Linked DNA regions of Mus musculus: region 2 is linked to region 1. A link is a contact called in public Hi-C data. All regions are on one chromosome and are shown on one strand. The core of a region is the stretch at or near the end of the contact, and the rest is flanking DNA. Distances in the headings are between cores, read along the strand shown.

The links. Hi-C and Micro-C count contacts between places; a contact is called where the count stands out from the background.
Region 2: a Hi-C map of uterus shows a contact between it and region 1, with 3 times the contacts expected there. The contact joins the promoter of Bbox1 here to the promoter of Fibin in region 1. A contact is called at or near these places in 4 of 39 promoter capture datasets (cranial neural crest, liver and second pharyngeal arch cranial neural crest), 5 of 484 Hi-C or Micro-C datasets (liver, nephron progenitors and uterus), 1 of 115 datasets of contacts at active chromatin or transcription factors (liver) and 3 of 9 other capture datasets (adipose tissue, liver and pancreatic islet).

What each region holds. Positions count from the first base shown.
Region 1 is chr2:110,359,774-110,366,069 of GRCm38.p6, forward strand. It overlaps Fibin (fin bud initiation factor homolog (zebrafish)), which reads right to left and starts at 3,220. Exons shown (of 1, transcript NM_026271.1): 1 at 1,152-3,220. The coding sequence starts at 3,022. The coding sequence ends at 2,369. All of the region lies in intron 2 of Gm30319 (a long non-coding RNA gene), which reads left to right.
Region 2 is chr2:110,303,096-110,309,860 of GRCm38.p6, forward strand. It overlaps Bbox1 (butyrobetaine (gamma), 2-oxoglutarate dioxygenase 1 (gamma-butyrobetaine hydroxylase)), which reads right to left and starts at 2,630. Exons shown (of 7, transcript NM_130452.1): 1 at 2,319-2,630; 2 at 647-761. The coding sequence starts at 2,537. All of the region lies in intron 1 of Gm30319 (a long non-coding RNA gene), which reads left to right.

The sequences.
Region 1 (6,296 bases), core at 1,970-4,469:
TTTTTTTTACTGTGTCTAATAACAATAGCTACAACAATGTGATCGCTTTCTGTTTTAGATAACACTTCAAAAAGCGTTTGAGTCATAGATGAAGTCCAGAGGTTTTGTAATTTCCAAGAATTACCCACAGCTTAGTTTAGTACCTGGCATGGAAGAAGTGGTTGACAAACACTGGCAACAAACAAAACAAACAAACAAAAATCCTAGGTTGCAAAGATGAGTTTGTAAGTGGCTGTCTCAGAAGAGAGTATGTGGTTTATGTCTGATTCTCACACATTTCATTGTCTAAGAAGTAAAGCCCAATGCTTTCAGCAAGTATCTATCACGGTATGAATAACCAAGTCTAATGTCTAATGACAAAGTAGGGAGGAAGGCCTGGGTCCCCGCCATAAGGTTAGACTGTCTGTCGAGGTCTCTTACCACCATCTCCTTCTTACCTGGAAATTCTCATTTTCTGTCCGAGATCATCTCCACAAGACTAGGGGGATCACAGGCTGCTTATTTAGCCACTATTGAAATATTTTGGTTTTGTTGGAATACATAATATTAGCACAAAAAGAAGCTTGCCCGTAGTCTGTTTCAGTGTTCAGGTCTGTAGCAGATATGTCATCATACCTCTTCCTGCTCCCATGGGGATATCTCTATATTTTAGCAGCACTCAAATTTGTGCCTATGAGATCCTTCTTAACATAAGCTGGTGGGCAGCCATTAACAACTGATTGAGATTGACATGCAGAAGAAAAACCATTTTCCAGCCTCAATACATTCCAATATCCTATTACAACAGGCAAAATAAGAAGATTCCATTTGATTTGTCTGTCTGTATGTTGTAGCTGAGTGCTTTTGGGGCAATATTGTTATTTTCAGGCTGGAAGCAATCTGACTTTACAAACTCAAGTACCAAATATCATATTTGTTCTGATCAATATTTTTTGTCCTTCCTTTAAAGAAGGAAGCCCTTTAAAGTAACCCTGAGACAAATGTATATAGCAGATAAATCCTTTCTTTGCATAGAGGATAGAAAAATGGGATCACTGCTGAACAGAATGTGAACTCTTGCATACTTTGTGTGTGGATGCAAGTGGAAAGAAAGTATATTTAAGGTGGTGATAAATATTGGCCCAGGGAAGAATTGAAATAAAATGCATTTTCACATTTTAATTCATTTATTTTAAGAGCATAGAAATAGCTTTCAAATTGTTAGGCATCACTAACACAGAATGAGTGCATAGGAGATATGGACCTTTGTCACACATTTCCAATGGAGTCTATGAAAAATGAGAGAAATTTAAGATTTTTCCATCAGAAGAGTGGAAATCAAATGTATAATTCTTGTACAGGCTAGATCCCACTACCCCTTACTAGGATGGTGTATGTGAGCAGACAGGGTAAGATACTCAAAAATACAGCACCTTCTCCCTCTGTTTTTCTTTTTAAAATCTCATCCTTATCATATACTCTGATAAACTGGCTTCAATCCTATCTCCCCTCTCCTTTGCACTAGTCCCTCTCTGAAATATGAGAGTTATGACTGTAAACTAGAAAAAAAGCCAGTATTATATGAAAACATTTATTGGCTGAGTAATAAAATGTACATAAGGGATTTCTATAGTTAGACCCTCCCTCTGGAAATATAAGTTTTCAATAAACAAAAGGAAGCAATGCTATCTGAGTCCAAGAAGAAAAAAACATGCTGACAACTTAAATCATAGACACTTGAGTGTTAAGCAATCTGTTTCTTTGATGGTGAAGTGAAAGACACATCATGAGTGGGCAACCACCCTAAAGTTTTGCTATCTTAAATGTTGCATCTTCAACTTACACAAACCCACAATGGAACTTTGAACATCTTACTGGTGGTGATTTGCATGCAAATTCTCAATAACACTCTTACAACAAAACAGAAACAACTAAGAACATGGTAAATAAATAAGAGCGAAAGGAGAATCAATGAACTTCCTTGTCTGGCAGGCATGCCACACACCTGGGACCTCATCTGAAAATCAGGCATCTCAGCCTTCAGAGACCAAAGAGAAGCCTGCTGATGCAAAGGAGCCACGCACCTCGTCCCCCGCCAGGATGTGGAAGTTTAATCAGTCTTTCCACACAAATGCATCCTTTAGATGGAGTCGAAAGAAGAGATTCTGTTAGAGCAATAAAACCCTTTAGGAAATAACCCAGGGGTTAGTTTAAAATTGCTTTTTTTTGCAAGTGAAAAATCCTTAATAATAACATAAATAATGCACAAAACCAAACTAAAATCAGAATAACTCAACTTATTAAAATTTTTCTTTCTTTTCGAAAGATGACTTCAGACGTGTTCTGAAAGTGCAAATTTGGATAAAATGAAGCAGTTACAATGGAAATATTAGCCTGTCTTCTGTGCCCCACCCTCCAGATAGTCGCTTTTCAGTCGACCTAAGCGGGTCCCATGGCTCCTGATGGTATGTGCCAGCAGCTCGTATTTGTCTCTGAGCCCCACAGAGATGTCCAGTGTCTCCTTCAGCAAGGACCTGGTGTGGACCAGCATCCCCAGGAAGTCCTCATTGAGTCTGCTTTCCTGCCGGCTATCCTGCTCTTGGCCCTGCTTGAACTTGCTTTCCAGCTCAGTGAGGGACTTGTCAGAGTTGGAGTAGGCATCCCCGATCTGGTGGGACTCCCGCCTCAGGTACTTGCCATAGCTCTCTTCCCCATCCAGGTCGTAGGAGATGCTCTTGCTGATGCCCTCCAGGACGCGTCCAGCATCCTCCACCTGGCGGCCCAGTACTGTGAACTCCTCTCGAAGAGTGAGGCTCAGCAAGCTACTGGCTTGGCCCCCTTCCCCCTGGGAGCAGCGCCTGCGATCACTCACCCTGAAGAGCAGCTGGCATTTCTCGGGGTCATCATTCTCCTCATAGTCTCCATCAGGCACGAAGTAATGATGCAAAGTCCCATTAGACATTTCTGGGTACAGGGGGCCATCAAAGTAGCCTCGACACAGGTGGCAAAAGAAACCCATCCAGATCAACTTCGGGAACACCATTCTGGATATTCGGGAGAAGCGTTTTAGTCCAGGAACAAGGAAAAAGGTTCCCCCGGGTGTCAGCGGCTTCGGGAGAAGGCGCCCTCCTCAGGCGCAGCTCGCTTGCCGCTCTCTGATCCTGGTTCCTCCACAGGCTTCATGTGGCTCTACGCAGCAGCGGTGTGCACCACGCTCCTCAGCGTCCCTGATCCTCTCTCTACTGAGAGGCTGGACCTTTGCTGTTTTAGCAGGATAGCCCGACCCACCGACTGGGGACCTGCTGCTCCAGGCGCTGGCTTTGCGGTCACCTTCGGAGTTCCCTCTGGCTCCAGGGAGACGGAGCTAGTAGCTAAGGGAAGCTGTTCTGACACTGTTTCAACCCCTGGACTGGGTGGGAATGCAGCGTTTTCTTTCCCCTTGGCTAAAGATATCCTGAGGATTGCAGGACTCTCAAATTACAGCTAGTTTCGTCACTTGGAAGCCAAGGAACAAATTTGGAAAGAAAGCTTTCACCAGTTCCTTTATTAAAGGTACAGGGTCTCCTTTTTTCAATCTTGAAAAAGGAGACCCTGTACAATAAGACGTATCTTGAATGGGGATAGTAGAGGATAATTATAAACATAAAATCCAGCTGCTATTAGCATATTTAGGAAAGAGGTGATTGCTTCAGAGAAATGGCATTTCAGACATTTAAATACCAGATGAGAAATGTATTTTTTTTTACTCATTTTCAAAACGTTATTTTTTAAATAAAAAATTTGAAGTATTGGAAATAGTTTTGTTTGGAAATGGTTTAAAGGTTATTAAAATCAATACTTTTGAAACAAAATGAATATAGATAACCGATTTTTTATATTCATAGTGCATAGTTACTAATAAAAATAAAAATAAAAGTTTCCAGTTTAATCAATAAGAGGACAACTGGGACCTCTGTGTAATCTATTAGATAACGTTCCAGTGAGCCTTACTGAGTCTTTTGTGTAGTATTTGACTGCTGGGGTCTCCTGTCAGTTACTTATGAGGTTGGAATATTTATCTACAGTTAGAACGTTAAGCAAATTGACACGATCTCATAGATTGTATTCAACCATTAAGGTACAAAGATTTAAATTTAAGTTAAAAAAACCGTACTGCTTTGAAAGAAAATATTTTTATTTTAATTAATTCACAAATAGTGACATTACCACAGCTGGTTTAAAAAAGCCACCCAAACACGAGTCCAGCTGCCAGTTCCATAGCCTCTCCATAAATACACATGTCCTCAGAACACCATGTTCCATAGCTATTCCAAAGCAACGAAGCTCCTGCTAGTGTTTAAGTTGTGGATTCAGGCAGTACACATTCTCTGCCAATGCTTTTCCTGTTTATATATTCATATAACTTGTCCATCCCAGCTAATTTCTTCAACTTGTACTTCTTGATTGAACTAACCCATTTCTAAGTCTATACTGTATCAGCAGCACATGGAAACCTTTATAGAGTTTATCTCCTAGATTCTGGGCATATTTCCCAAACTGTTTTGTACCTTAAGAGCAAGGGCCCCCAGATTGCTGCTGAGCTTGCCGAGTTTCTCTAGGCTTCTGGTAAGTGATGCCAAGGTTTTATAGGCTAGGAGCTACCATAGTCACTAAAGATCCAATGATGGAGTAACACAATACATGCCCCACACGGGAGCTTACAGCCACCCTGGACACAGTGGCTGCCATGTGGTCCATCAGCCCTGTTTTTGGAAACAACAGCGATGTTTCTGTTGTTCTGAATTCTAGGTAATAGAGCTGCTGTTGCCAGATGAGCGTCAGTGCTGACCTGGGTGCAGCTCTCCTCTGAAGGATCCTGATGGACGTCAAGACCCCTTAAGACTTGTGATTTCAGCTTCCATGTGGTATCCTAAGAGCCGTTCTTGTGCCTAGAAATATGAAACAGGAAAAAGAGCACTAAATTTAAAAACAAATAAAACCCCCCAAGCCCTCTTTTTCCCAAAAGAGGCCATTTTTAGGTTTTAATTTATGAATTGATTGTCATAAATGGCCATTTGATAGGCCATCCATTTAATCAAATATTTATTGAACATTTATTATTCATCAAGTTCCGTTTCTGGTATTGAGAATACAACAATGAACATAACTAGAAACAAACCATGGCTTTCCTAGAGCTTTCAATCTGGGAAGTGCAGGGCGAATTGAAGTAAAAGTAAATAAACATATGTTGTATATTGAATAATTTCAGGATCGTGGAGAAAAGAAACAGGGAATTAAGTGGAAAGAATATGTAAGCAGGAAGATTCTGTTTCCAGAGATGCTTGCTATTTCTGCCTTGAAATGTAACCGAGCTACTCACAATGAGTATTCACTGTTCTGAGTCTCCCTCTGCAGCACAAAGGACAGCTTTCATTCAGATGCACACAGCCCTGTTGTCAGACTTGTCTTTACTCTTCCAGTCGCAGGCAATCCAGACTCCTGGAAGACAATGAAGAGCCATTTGACTAACTAGTGATTCTGCGTGTGAAATCACACACACAGACTTTTTGAAGCATGCTCATGATGGCCTTACTCCTTCGGTTTTCTCTAGACACGCAACATCGAGAAAACATAGACCAAAGCAAGGTTTCCCTAGTGCTTATGTCAGGTATCCCTTAAAGAAGGCACAAACTTCTGCACAGGCTGATGTATCCCAGCATTGAGTCTAGCCCAGCACAGCACAGAGGAGAGGTGGATGGCACAAGGTTGTACCCTCTCTGTCCAGCATTAGTCTGCTTAGACCAGCCCAAGTGTGTGCAGTTGGCTGTGAACTTTGGTGCCCAGAGTCTGTTGGTAAGGAATGTCCTCTGCCTAGTGACCTGTTGGCCTGGCCACTTCCTAGGGAGGGCATCTGAGGCTCTTTGACCCTTGTCTGCAGAAACCCTGACTGTTCCCTCAACCCTTGACTTCACCTGCATCACCACCTAGTAACAATTGAAAGTATAATGCAGTATTTGGTAGTCAACTTTCTATAATAAATTCAACAACAGTAAAAAAAAAAAAAAAAACCCCAAACCAAACCAAAACAAAAAAAAAACAAGGTTCATTTTTATTTTGTGCCACTAGAAATCTCCACTGAACTGCGGGGTCAGAACAGCCTTCATTCCTTTTCTTTGGGACAGTCACCAGTGAAAGCTGATGAATTCAAATATTTATTTGGCCAAAGAAGAAAACAAGCATTTACTCCAACTCACTCCACTTCTTGCAGAATGTAACCTCCTCTGACTTACTAACCAATTCAATTATGCAAACTTATATCAAGGACTCACTCCAGTTTT
Region 2 (6,765 bases), core at 1,380-3,879, 57 kb before region 1:
TTCGTCTTTGAGTTATCCCTAAACATTTTTCGGCTCACAGAATCTCTGGAGACCCATATAAATGCTCGAGAAAGGGGATTGCATTTGACCTAACAGCGGATTCAATTCTGTGCTCCTTGTTTTACAGCTTCATTGCTCACATAATCTCATGGCTACCAGCACAGGGATTTGTGTTTTGTTCTGTTCTGACTTTAGATATCATTAAAGAGGGTGAGCTACCTCTGGTTGATGCCACTCCTTTGCAGAGAGTGTGGAGAAAACAACTTGGACTCTCAGCTTTTACTTCAGCTAATTCAGGCTCAAGCCTACTGTATCTTTCTCTGCCAGTATTTTAGAATACCAACATCTGCTCTGTTCTCCATTTCAGTTTTGGGCAAATGATCTGTATTGCTAACAGGTTAAGCATTTCTCAGAAATGACAATATTATTTTAACCAAGATACAAGGGATTGAATTTGCTCCTGAGCACATCCTTAGAAAATGAGAGATATAAATATTGATTACATTGATTTGATCAGCTTGTAATATGTATGTGTTAACTCAATGAACCATGTCCTGTAAATATAGTCAATTCAAATAATAGTATTCTCTTCAATCAATTCTCACTATAAGTTTTTAGTGTAGAATGAAGACCATTGCAATGTTACCTGGTAAAAACAATTCTCCTTGGAGCCTTGCTCTGGCCTGTTGAGAAAAGCATCTTTTCTTCAGCCAGTTAGCTTCGAATTCACTGTAATGGTCATTGGGCCATGTGATATAAACCTTATAAGAGAGAAATAAGAGTGGTATAAGACAATTAACATCTATTTGTATGTTGCACAACTATACATTTCTGTCTTCTGCAATTGCTTTTCTTTTTAATACTACTGAATTAGAGTGATTAGAAATAGAATTTTACTAGCATGGCATCTCTGCTTTACACACTGTAGATTATACTCAAACTTCCTCTGAGAAGGTCTGACTACTAAGGGTGAGAATTGAGAATAGAGAAGAAAGCTGAGAGGACAGAAGAGTGGGGAAAGACAGGCATTTCTGTCACGTTTGTCCTTCTGGGGAGGATTCGGAAATAAGCAACAGAGAAGCAGGTTCGACAGCACATGTGGTTGGCACCGAGACTGATGATTTTAGGATGCCTTATGCACATATGCAGTTGTTTGGATAAACAGTGCTAATCAGTAAGATTTCTGAGCGACTTCTGCAGGATAAACATTTGCACCCAGATTGTCTCATCCCCTGACATTTCTTTTCCTGTTTTTTTTTAAATGATTATATTTTAATGGGTATTTTATTTATTTACATTTCAAATGTTATCCCCCTTCCCAGTTTCCCCTCCACATGCTATCTATCCCCTCCTCCCTTCCCCTGCCTCTATGAGGGTGCTCCCCCCCCCATCCACTCCTGTCTCAGCGGCCTGGGTCATCAAGCCTACACAGGACCAAGGGCCTACATTCTCAGTGATACAAGATAAGGCAGTCCTCTGCTACATATCCAGCTGGAGCCATGGGTACCTACTGTGTATTGTTTGGTTGGTGGTTTAGTCCCTGGGAGCTTTGGGGGGGGTCATCTGGTTGGTTGATATTGTTATTTTTCCTATGGGGTTGCAAACCCTTTCAGCTCCTACAGTCCTTGCTCTAACTTCCCCATTGGGGTCCCCACACTCAGTCCAATGTTTGGCTGTATATATCCACATCTGTATTCGTCTGGGTCTGGCAGAGCCTCTCAAACGTTTGGCATTTCTGTGGACAAATTCTGTACTTTTCTAGCTTTATAGAGCAGCAAACTGAGTGCCAGATGCACCATTTTCATGGTATAAATTGCATGATTGTGTTTCAAGCCTGCTTCCCCCTAAAAGAATAAAAAATGGAAATTTGCATATGGTATTAAGATGGTAGTAGTTTTAAAATCAAAATATCATACATTCTGAAGAGAAACCAGAATATATCAGTAGGCTATATTTATATGTTTATTTATGTGTATATGTAACAATATTAAAGGGAAATTGACCACTACTTTGAGAGGGAGTGAGGAGAATATGGAATGAGTTGGATGAAGGAAAAAAGAAAGAAAAGGTGATGTAATGAAATTTCATTTAAAATAAAAAGTAAGCCTATTAAAAATAAAAATATAAAATGTTGTAGTAGTGATAACAACAGTAGATTTTTCCACTGAATATTCCTACCCTATCAAACAATGTACAACCATGTCCATGGAGGGTTTCCTCTATATATGAGAAGTTAAAAAAGAGTTACTTAAATTACTATAGACTAACCCCTTGATCTAACTCAACAGAGAAGGGGAAGAGCATTTAGACGTAATTACCTTTTTCCGGTCAAATGTCAAATCATCGATTCTAATGTTTACATCAAGAGCTTCCAGGAGAAGTTTCCGAGCTTTTGCAGAATGTAGGTAGCAGTCTGAACACTGACAGTTGTCTCTCAGCCATACTGCTGGGTAGAGGGACTCTGCCCCATCGTGCCAAAAGATCTGCATCAAATGAGCCCCATCCACTGCTTCTGCCTTTAGGATGGCACAGTGCATGTTTCTGGTCTTTGGTGATAAATCCTATCAGCCACCTGCTAGGACAAATCAGTGTTAATTATAGTAGGCTGGCAGATTGTACCTGAACCTGATCTCTACAATACTGCAAGTGGACTCTGGCCTCTGCCTACCACTCAGCAGTGTGAGCCTACAGTTCGCCCCATGCCGGGACCTTTGTTCTGATTAGAGTATTTCACATGTTGTAAACAGAAGCACAGTGACTAGCTGTAAGATAAAAATGCCACATCAAATCCAAATCAAGAGAATTCCTTGTTCTTTTAACAGAAATTTTAGATTATAAAATAAGAAACAAGGGCAAACACAGTGATATAATCACATTTGCATAAACACTGTGGGAAAACCGCTACGCAAATGGAAAATGTTAAGTTTGCCTCTCTGTTTTGGTGTTTTAGTGAGCCCAGGACTTTAAACACGTGAGACAGGCATTCTACCGTTGAACTTCAGTCCCAGCTCACAAAATGCCTCTGTTGTTTTAACCAATGACAGAGGCATCTGGCTTTTGAAACAAAAACTGCTTCAATGATTCATAATTACCATCAAGGGAATATTAATGCAATTAGTTTGCTTAAAGGGTAATGCGACTTAGAACATGGTACTATTTCTGTTCTAGTTTTACTTTTTACTTGCACAGTATATTTCTCACTGGAATATAAAAATACCAAAGTCCTTTAAAAGCTTACTGGGTTTGTTTTCTGCCTTTGCTTGTTTGGAATGTCTTACTTTATCTGGAATGTTTATGGGGGGAGCTTTATGAATCTATATTCTGATTGGAATGTATGGCTCCTTTTTATTACAAAATCCATCAAATTTGTAGCAATGCAGTAGTTACAGGAGAAGAAATCTCATGAAAGAAAGGCACCAGGGTACTTAGACTGGGCAACTCTTTATTTCATTAGTGACCGTATACCTGACATTCAGGAATCAGGGAATGTTATAGACTTAACTTTTCATGTTTATCTAGGGTTCTCAATATATATTCAAAGAGTAGACATTAGTAAAAAGATAAAGTTTACATGAAAAAACCAGAATGCTTTAAGTGTTTTCATAGGACCATTAGCACCTCTAGCTCTTCTAACAGAAGAGAGCAGAGAGGCAGTGCTACCTTGGGATAAGAGAGGAAGACAGACACACAGCACAGTAACTGCTTATACACACCTTCACTGTATCCGATACTGAAACAGCACCAGGGACCGACCAAGCAAAGCAAAGACTTTTGGCAAACTGCTGTCACCTACTCAAACCTACACGTAGGCATACATATATACACATAATTAAAAACAAAATAAATCCTTTGACAAAAGAGAGAAATAGCACTATTTTAAAAAAATCTGTCAGGGGTCACCAAATAATCTTTACAAAAGGACTTCTAGGCTATTAGGTTTGTAGAGCATATATAATTTCTCATTTGTAGTCTTAATTTTAAAATTCCATTCAAAATATAACAAATATTCTTAGCCCATGGTGTGCATAAAAGTGGTCGATGGGACATTTTTGGCCAAGAACAGTAGTGTGGCTGTCCTTTATAAATTTGTTCACGCTTTCTTTAGCACAGTGGTATCATGTGATGCTTGATTCAGAAAGCAGTACTCTTTCACTTGCTTGGGCATTGAGCAAAAGTTAGCACTCATATGTAACAATATCTTCTTTTGTACATGTGGTATTACAAGATACAAAGATTACCATACCACAATGGAAACAGAGGTTTACAATGTAAACAAAAGTCTGGGATCAAATGGTCTCAATTATTTCTTAGAAAAAAAAAACTTATTTAATTTACTCTAGAAAGATCTGTGACTGATATTGGGCTACATGTATTGATTCTACCTTATTTTGCTTCCTTACTAATATAATACTGATTTTTCAGTATAAATATGGGACATAGTTATATTTTCAGCTTCCTCTATTTCTATTTCATATACTGTGTATTATGTAAGTCTGTCCAGTGAAATATTTTTCCTTTTTCCACAAAAGGAACATTTGTTAAAAGGAGATAGGAAGATTTCAGGATACAAAACCACCATAGGAATATTCATATTATAAGAGCACGATCCTATTTACAGCATCATCAATGAAACAACTTGGGATTAATTTAACATAGGAGACAAAACATATACACTGAAACTGTTAGGAAAACTATGAAATTATTTGAAGACAACTATAAGAAATAGTATGTACTCATGAATTAGGGTACTCAATATTGCTAAAATACCCATGATACTGAAATAATCTACAATGCCAATAACACGATTCAAGGCAATAGGAAAGTTACTCCTGACATTTGTATAGCAACAACAATGGTTTCTAAATAGCCAAGCCACCAACCAGGAAAGAGATACAAAATTGGTTGCATTATAACACATGGTCTCAAAATATATTTTAAAGCAATAGGGGCAAAAGTAACAGAGTTGATATGAAAAGTGAAAATCTAGGGAGACCAGAAGTAAATCCATGTATTCAATGTCAATATATTTATGTAAATTTTCAAGATACTAAAAAAAAAAGTCCTCTTCATGTTGCTGGGAGTACTACCTATCCATATTTGGAAGATTAAATTTGGGTTCTTCATTCAGAATGGAAAGGCAGTTATATTTGGAAACCATACCTTAGGTAAGGGTCTCCAAGCAAAAAGTGTAAAGAAAGCATACAATGCAATAAGGTCTCTTAAAAGTGAAAGGGACTCTGCACAGACAGTTCTCAAAAGAAGATGTAAAAATAGCCATCATGTCTGTGAGAAAAATTTGACAATTATTTTCAGAGAATACAAAGCCAAACCATTATGAGAAATCTCCTTGTCCTTGTTCCAATCAATATTACAGAATGTCTTCAAGTGTTGGCAAAGAAAAGTAGAATGAATAGTGAGGGGTACAAATTTACCAAGCAAAATAGCGTAGAATCTGCTTTTCAAAAAGTTAAGACTTCAAGTGCTCATGATTCAGCTATTCCCCTGCTTGATATCTAAAGGAAATGAAATCAGTGTGCAGAAGAGATCGTTACCCTTCTGTATGGAGAATCAATCACCATAGTCAGAATGTTGACTCAGTTGAAATGTTCGCAGATGGATGGATGAAATCTTAAGGGAAATGTGAGATGCACACACAGGAATATTATCTACCCATGCAAGGGAAGGACATTTTGTCATTTGTGATAATATGTATGAAATATAATGGGCACTGTGCTAAATGAGGTAAGCCATACACACAGACACAAGTATTGTTTAATCTCACTTATTTGTGGACTGTAAACATATTGAACACTTATTGGCTAAAAGGAGAACGGAGACTTAGAGGTGAAAATGCGAGCTACTAGTCAGAGACAGAGATTTAATTGTGTACAATAAGTAACTTCTAGCTATCTAATATAGCATGGCAAGAACATGTAAAACTTACTGATGCTGGAAATTTTATAAGAAATAGATTTGGAATGCTCTCAGTACACAAACACATACACACACAAGCAAGCACACATGGACACACACACACACACACACACACAGTCACACAGTGATGAGTATGGGAAGTATTAGATATTTATTAATTTGATTGTGAAAGTTATTTGAAAAGTTACAGGTACATTAAAATATTCTATTTACTACTTTAAAATAGAATTCTGTCAATTATAACTCAGCAAAACAGAAAAATCAAATAAAATAAAAAAAAGAATAAGTTTTTTTTTCCATTTTTTATTAGGTATTTAGCTCATTTACATTTCCAATGCTATACCAAAAGTCCCCCATATCCACCTACTCCCCCTTTTTGGCCCTGGTGTTCCCCTGTACTGGGGCATATAAAGTTTGCAAGTCCAATGGGCCTCTCTTTCCAGTGATGGCCGACTAGGCCATCTTTTGATATATATGCAGCTAGAGTCAAGAGCTCCGGGGTACTGGTTAGTTCATAATGTTGTTCCACCTATAGGGTTGCAGATCCCTTTAGCTCCTTGGCTACTTTCTCTAGCTCCTCCATTGGGAGCCCTATGATCCATCCATTAGCTGACTGTGAGCATCCACTTCTGTGTTTGCTAGGCCCCGGCATAGTCTCACAAGAGACAGCTACATCTGGGTCCTTTCGATAAAATCTTGCTAGTGTATGCAATGGTGTCAGCGTTTGGATGCTGATTATGGGGTGGATCCCTGGATATGGCAGTCTCTACATGGTCCATCCTTTCATCTCAGCTCCAAACTTTGTCTCTGTAACTCCTTCCATGGGTGTTT